Regions from separate parts of the Sus scrofa genome. Here region 2 is linked to region 1. The links are chromatin contacts, called in public HiChIP or PLAC-seq maps. All regions are on one chromosome and are shown on one strand. Each heading gives the region's core, a stretch centred on a gene start, on an enhancer-like site or on the middle of the called end of the contact. The rest is flanking DNA. Distances are from core to core; before and after follow the strand shown.

Region 1 (3,546 bases), core at 369-2,868:
GGCAAGGAGCAGTAAGGACCAACCCCCCGACCAGGAAACCAAGCTGTACACTTCAGCCCCTGCCTTTCAACCCTGCCAGGAGGATGCTCACTGTCCTCCACTGTGCGACTCCACTCACTTCCCTTCTACTTACTTCCCTTTCCCTGTGGAAAGTCTACGTTCAAAGGATACCTACAGAGTACCTATTGTATTAAATCCTCACCCCACCACCATAACATGGGCGTCCTTACCCCATTTTATCTTGATATAGAAGAATCAAGTAACTCTAAGTGGTAATACCAGGACTTGAACCCCATTCTTCAGGTTCCAAGTTACAGAATCCCAATTTCCTAATACATGCAACTTTGTGTAATTAATCTCCCTAGCTTCTGTGACTCTTTAGCACCACGGCACTATTTTATTTTGTGTGTTGCTTATTAGCAATTGTGTACACATCCTAGGCCACTGGCGGACTGTTCCAAATTCTTGGCAGTGGCCACACGTTACTCTCTGTAGACATCAGAAAATGTTGTTGAGCTATCAGTTCAGGATAACAAAGCTCTACACCTGGAAAATCAAACTCTTCCAGTTTAGAATAACATGTTCTTGACATAATTTCAAATTTTCATTTACCAAAAAAAAAAAAGTCTTATATGTAATTTACAACACACCACACACCAAACACACACACACACACACACACACACACACACACACACACACACACACTCCTATCCCTTTTCAGGAATACATCTGCAACCAGACAAAGATTCCAGAAGGTAACAAATTGGAAATTTAAAAGTCAAAGTTTCTTTTTTACAATTTCTCTATAGTAGGCTCAAAGTTATATGCTCCTTTCTCTAAGGTTCTAGAAACTGCTTTTTAATCACATTGCTTATTATCTTTTTCGTATTTTCATGATCATCTCCTGTGCCAGAACTTAAAACAAGAAGTCCTAAATGGAAAGGGCTCCTTGGGCCTTTTAACAGGAATACACCTGCTCCAAACAGAAATGTATCCATCAAACAAGTAGCTAAAGTAAGTTTTGAGACAAGTAGTGTGTGTCCACGCAGCTTCAGGTGTAATAACGCCAGCTCAGCTAAGCAAGGATGTCAAAAATCTGTAGCATCAGTTCAGCCCCCTTGAAGCAGAGGCCATATTGCCTGCCCCTCAGCTCTGGGGGACCCAGAGGCAAGAGAGCAGACATGAGCCATCTGGAAGGCACTGAGCAGCCCCTCCTACAGCATGCTGACCAAGAAGGGGAGATTCCAGAGAAAAACTCCAGTGTTCCCTGTGCAGCCCGACAGAAGTGTTTAGATGTAAGGCAGGAAATACAAAGAAAACTAAAAAAATGGGGTCTGACACATTTGTACCTGCCCGAGGAAACCAGGCTTTGCATCCTTACCCCCACTGCACAAGCTGTAACAATTTGCAAACCCCCTTGTTGCTCTCCCTCTGGGATGAGCACTTCCCAAAAGAGAGCATGCAAAAGTAGAGAGGGAGCTTCAAATGCTCAGTCAGCAAGTTAGAGGAAAATTGGAATCAGAAATTCTCTTGTCTTTTTCCACCTAACATAGAAGAAGAAATTAAGCGTGGCTAGGATTTCTCACACAGCCTGACACGGGCGCCCTCGTGTGGTCAGCACGTCTCGACAGCCATGGAGCACTGGTGTTTATTGTGACCTATTGCTGGGGACACGGGCCCACAATAGGTGGTCTTCCACATGACACCATGAAGTTTTAAACTAATTACCCCTCACTAACTAGACCACAGCTTTTAAAAACAACTCCTGCAAAAAAAATTACTGATAGAAAACGAGCAAATAAGATGTCACGGCTAGCACGTCCTACCCCAAGCCATGACAACTAGCCCTATCTGACAATAATAATAATCATTCCAGCCCAAAGTATCTGAAGTGATCAAGGAGACAGCTGAACTATGGATTTATGTTCGCTTTTTTATTTGTTAAAAAGCCACACTCGCGGCATATACGACGTTCCCAGGTTAGGGGTTGAATCTGAGTTACAGCTGCTGGCCTACACCATGGCCACAGCAAGGTGGAATCCGAGGCACATCTGTGACCTACACCACAGCTCACGACAATGCCGGGTCCTTAACCCACTGAGCGAGGCCAGGGATCGAACCCACATCTTCATGGATGCTAGTCGGGTTTGTTTCTGCTGCACCACAACTCCATGTTCGCTTTTGTTGGTGACACATTGTGTCTTGAAATATGAGTTAATGGAAACAGGAGTCTCTGCTCTTAGCAAGACAGTAAATGGGTTGATGTGTGAAAAACACTCAGAACAATGCCTGGCATATAATAAACACCATGTAATTGTTAGTCCTTATTATTTTAAAATGTTGCCTTTTTATCTTTATTGCCTTTAAATTATTTTAAAACTATTTAATGTATTGTTATAACTATTAAATATATACTAAATGGATATTCAGTGGTATGGTTATATATCAACAAATGAACACATATATTGGGGGTACATACTAAAATTATTGCCTTGAACTGATGGTTTGGAGACTGCAACTTGAAATAGCTGTCCTGCGATGGGGGGAAACAGTGACCCCCCCCACTGGGCTGCCTTCCCCGAAGACACATTTGACCTTCCACTTCCCTTCCCTGCCCCAACCCGTCAGGGTATTCGAGTAACCTGAGGAGGGTCTTTATCGACAACATGAAAGGAGTATCACAAAGGCGGAACCCCCACTTGGACTGAAGTCCCTTGGTCGATAAAAAGCTCAGTATGAGCATGGAATGCACTTGCCCCCCTCCGCTCTTGCCAAAGAAACGAGATTATGGATTTGCCACTGGGGAAACAGAGCGCCGACACATGTCCCTTGGATCCCCGCTTGTAAGCTGTGGTATGGCTCGTGTTCCATCAAGTTTCTGGCCAGGTTTCAAGGTATTGCATGAGGATGATAATGCAGAATTAGAAAATCTGTTTTAGGCCTTTCCCCCACAGAGCTTGCAATCACCAGTTCTTCATCCAATCTCAGGGCGGCACAGTAAGAGGAGGAAGAATAAATAAGTGGATGACGAAGCCGAGGTGTTGGGGAAGCTTGAGGAACTACGTGACGAGTCCTTCCCAGGCCCACATTCTACTGCTGTCCACTTGGACTCATGCCCACAGAGCGTCGGTAGCCTGTTGCTTCTCACCATCCTTCTCTGTCTGACTAAATTATTCAGATCATTTGTTCCCGACCGGGAAAGATCCCTAATTCTCATATAGAAGAACACGCCTACTTTCTCAGGGTCTGACAACACGCAATGCAGATCTCTTTGGTTCACTTCCTTTGCTTTATGAGATGGCAAGATGTAAGATAAGTAGCTTTGGCTTTGTTTGTACGTGGCAGTTTAGTCCCGTATGTTAAAACGCTATTAAATAAATATTCATTTCTGAGTGGTAGGAAGGATAAAGTTTGTGACAGTTTTGGCTAAATCGTGTTGCGGTTTATTCTAGATGTGAAAATTAGCTCGGGAATGTTCTCAAGCTATAACTTTACACATCAAAGACGTCTCCCTAAATTAGCTTACAGTAGAAACAGAAATAA
Region 2 (3,546 bases), core at 265-2,764, 93 kb after region 1:
GAATTGTATTACCAGACCACTGCAGCTCTGGAAACTACAAGCAGATTTGTTCCCCAGCTGTTCGTAGGTATTGGCACAGTGAGGTCTCAGCATTATCCGACTGTTCCCACCTGGCACTGTCAGAACCCATTAGCCCGTGAATGATACATGAACAAGGAACACTGACTGTGTCCTTTACAATGCCTATAATTTGCACTCACATTTCAAACAGATATGACTTCAGACTCATACCAAGCATACAATAGAGGTGGGCATAGTGAAAGGATGATCGCGGCAGAGGGAACGGTGGGAAATGTGTTCAGGAGAGGAGCACAGCTAAATTCACATCCCAAAGAAAGGCATATGGATAAAACTGTTAATGGAGAGGGTCCCTTTTCTGAGGACCAAAGGGAACATAGGTAGAAATTCTGAAAAAGGACCACAAAGAAGAAGTCTCCAGAAGTTAAGAGGTGCAAGAGTGCATGGACTAGAGAGTGAGCAGCAGCAATGACTGTGCTGATGAGGATGCAGAAGATGAGCAAAATTTTTAGGCGACCCCTTGAACCTAAAGAGTCACTGGTGACCTCAGGCAAGCATCCTCCTGAGGAGCAATGAAGCGGAAGCAGTGTGCAGAGACCACCCACGGTGGCTCATGGACCTCCTACTCTCCCCGCCTCCTCCCTCACACCTGCTCTCCTCTCCAGCCCCTCCACTGGCTAACCGACTTCTTTAAGGTTCAGCTCCTGCCTCCCCCGATGGGGAAAGCCTTCTTGCCCTGGGCTCTGTGCTGCCCACAATGCCCTGTGCTGTTCAGTGGGATGGGTCTCCCACTAGACAACCCAGGGGAAGTGGCCTCTCTAATCTGTCTTTGTGCCCCTGGCACCCTGAGGTTCTTGGCACACAGTAGACATTCCGTTTGTCTTTTGATGAGGGAGGAAATAAAGGGGTTACAAAAAGAGAGCAATTGCGTGTCTAGTAACCTGAAGGAGTGATGCCGACTAGAAGAGGGGATATGCTGTTTGACTTGATAGCAATGACCTTTGGGCAAAGGAGGGGGCAATGAGGAGACTCAAGATGCTGGGAGTACAGATGGAGGAATGGAAGTCACATGAGCATAAGTGGCAGGGTGCAAGGGTGCTAACTTCCAGCGGAATATTTCTCCATCTAAGAGAGCAGGGAATAAAAATGTTACAGAGGTCCCAAGGTGGCCTGGAAGAGGCGCTGGTGCTAAACAGAGATCCCATTAGGTGGGAAGGTGAGGCCCTCCGCCAACACACAGGAGGGTAGGCATGGGATTGACACTGGAGGGAAAAAGACAAGGTCTGGAAAGGCACTGGGCCGCCTGATGAGGAATCAACCAGAAATGAGTTGGTAACGGAGACAACATAACCTCTGCACTCTTCCTTCAAATATCCAATCAGTCCCACCCAGGCCAATCCTTCTTTCGGCTTTTCTCTTAAATCTATCCTTCCTTTCCAATTGAGAACTCTTCTTCGTTTCTGCAATTAGTGTCATGACTAGACCATGATGATGGTGTAATGTGGTATTTCCTTAACTGTGTTCCTCAAAATGTTAGTATGTGCACTTAACCAAAAAAGGCAAGTAAATGGATTTCATAGTCAGGTAAGTTTAGGAAGCAACACACTAGCCCTCGGCTTGGAGTTTCAAAATTCTCCACAGTAAATTAAAAAGCTCTGAGGAATTCTACTTTGGATTGCCAAGGTGGGGACGGGGGGAGGTAGGGAGTGGGATGGACTGGGAGTTTTGGGTTAGCAGATGCAAACTATTGCATTTGGAGTGGATAAGCAATGAGATCCTGCTGAATGGCACAGGGAACTACATCTAGTCACTTGTGATGGAACATGACGAAGGATAATGTGAGAAAAAGAATGTGTATGTATGTATAACTGGGTCACTTTGCTGTACAGCATAACAGAACATTGTAAATCAACTATAATAAAAAAGTTAAGGGAGTTCCCGTCGTGGCTCAGTGGTTAACGAATCTGACTAGGAACCATGAGGTTGAGCGTTCAGTCCCTGCCCTTGCTCAGTGGGTTAACCATCTGGTGTTGCCGTGAGCTGTGGTGTAGGCTGCAGACGCGGCTCGGGATCCCGCGTTGCTGTGGCTCTGGCTAGGCTGGCAGCTACAGCTCCGATTTGACCCCTAGCCTGGGAACCTCCATATGCCGCGGGAGTGGCCCAAGAAATGGCAAAAAGACAAAAATAAATAAATAAATAAATAAAATAAAAAAGTTAAAAAGGGGGGAAAAAAGCTCTAAGGAATCCTACAAAGCAATCTATTTAACGTTGGCTACAAGCCACCACCATGCACTAGTCAGGATAGGCTAGGATATGCTTTGTAACAAACACCCCTCAAATCTTGGTAGCATGGCACAACAGATATTGACCATTGTAGACCTGAACATTCTACAGGGTCATATACCTGCTACGGGAGTTCAGTGGACTGGGGTTCCACCATCCTGTAGCTGCACCATCTGAAATACACAGCCTTCTCATTCCTGAAAAAGAGGACGATGACATTGGGAGGTCTTTCAGCCACAATTAAATGCTTCAGCCTGGAAGTGACATTTGACTTCTGTTCACAACACACTGGCCAGAAATAGTCACACAGCAGCACCTAGCTGAAAAGGGAGCAGAGAAGTCTAAGCCTCCCACGTGTCCCGACAAGAAGGAATCAGAGAGAAGGAGAAGCACTCACTATCTCTAATGCACACTTCTTTCCAATAGGCCCCCCCAGTCTGCTAGTTTCACACCTAGCAGCCGGCCAACTGCCTTCTCTTCTTTCATCTTACTATCACACCTCACCTTCGTCTCTGTTTCTCTCCTATGCCTGCCAGTTATTTTCCCCAAATATCTCACCTTGTCATTCCCAGCACCTAACTTAAAAAATCCTCCATGGCTACTTTACTGCTTATAGTATAAAATTCCTTACCATGATATACAAGGGCTTTCCTACCCTTTGTCTACCTTTTCAGCCCTGTCCCTGGCCTATGTCTGCTTTTCTTTTTTTAAGGTCTGCCACTTTCTGGACTAGGACTTACTTTGATTTTAATGGCAATGAGTCAGAAACATCAGGGCAAAAGAAAAACTGGCCTAGCGTTTCAGTGGCCCTCTCGAGTCTTGTCAAATACAGGCAGGACCAGCAGTGTCTGCAGCCCTGGGGCTTGGGCAGGGCCTTCAGATTTAGGGTCCTGTTTCTAGAATGGGCTCTGCTTCCTTGGTGCTCCAATCAGACAGGCAGGGAGACATTTGGCACCGACTTCAGCAGCCCTTCTGCAGGACAAATCCAGACGATGCTACCAGCAGAAGAGGCAGGACACTCCCTTCATTATTACCTTTCCTGTAGCAAGGGTTGCAGGTCCATAGTGAACTCACCTTAGACCTGCATCCATGACAGACCCCACCCGGTCTAATCTCCCATTTCTCCTCCACTTCTCAACACATAATGGGAGGCACACATCCCAAGAGCAGCCCAGAGGGATTTCTAAATACAGAAGCATCATTGAGATGTGGTTCTTTTTATCAAAATGAAGGAAAACCCAAATC

What was found. HiChIP or PLAC-seq counts read pairs in DNA pulled down with a chosen protein or histone mark.
Region 2: an H3K27ac HiChIP or PLAC-seq map of alveolar macrophages shows a contact between it and region 1. The contact joins two enhancer-like sites.

Annotation. Positions count from the first base shown.
Region 1 is chr5:27,455,448-27,458,993 of Sscrofa11.1, forward strand. The region is part of intron 2 of PPM1H (protein phosphatase 1H); the gene reads right to left. Among named protein-coding and RNA genes, the nearest start is that of PPM1H, 120 kb to the right of the region's middle. Within about 2 kb of position 1,619, at least 2 of the 83 cell types and tissues checked have an H3K27ac peak or open chromatin away from gene starts, as enhancers often do. A contact at or near this core is called in alveolar macrophages, where this site is marked.
Region 2 is chr5:27,548,532-27,552,077 of Sscrofa11.1, forward strand. The region is part of intron 1 of PPM1H (protein phosphatase 1H); the gene reads right to left. Among named protein-coding and RNA genes, the nearest start is that of PPM1H, 22 kb to the right of the region's middle. Within about 2 kb of position 1,515, at least 2 of the 83 cell types and tissues checked have an H3K27ac peak or open chromatin away from gene starts, as enhancers often do. A contact at or near this core is called in alveolar macrophages, where this site is marked.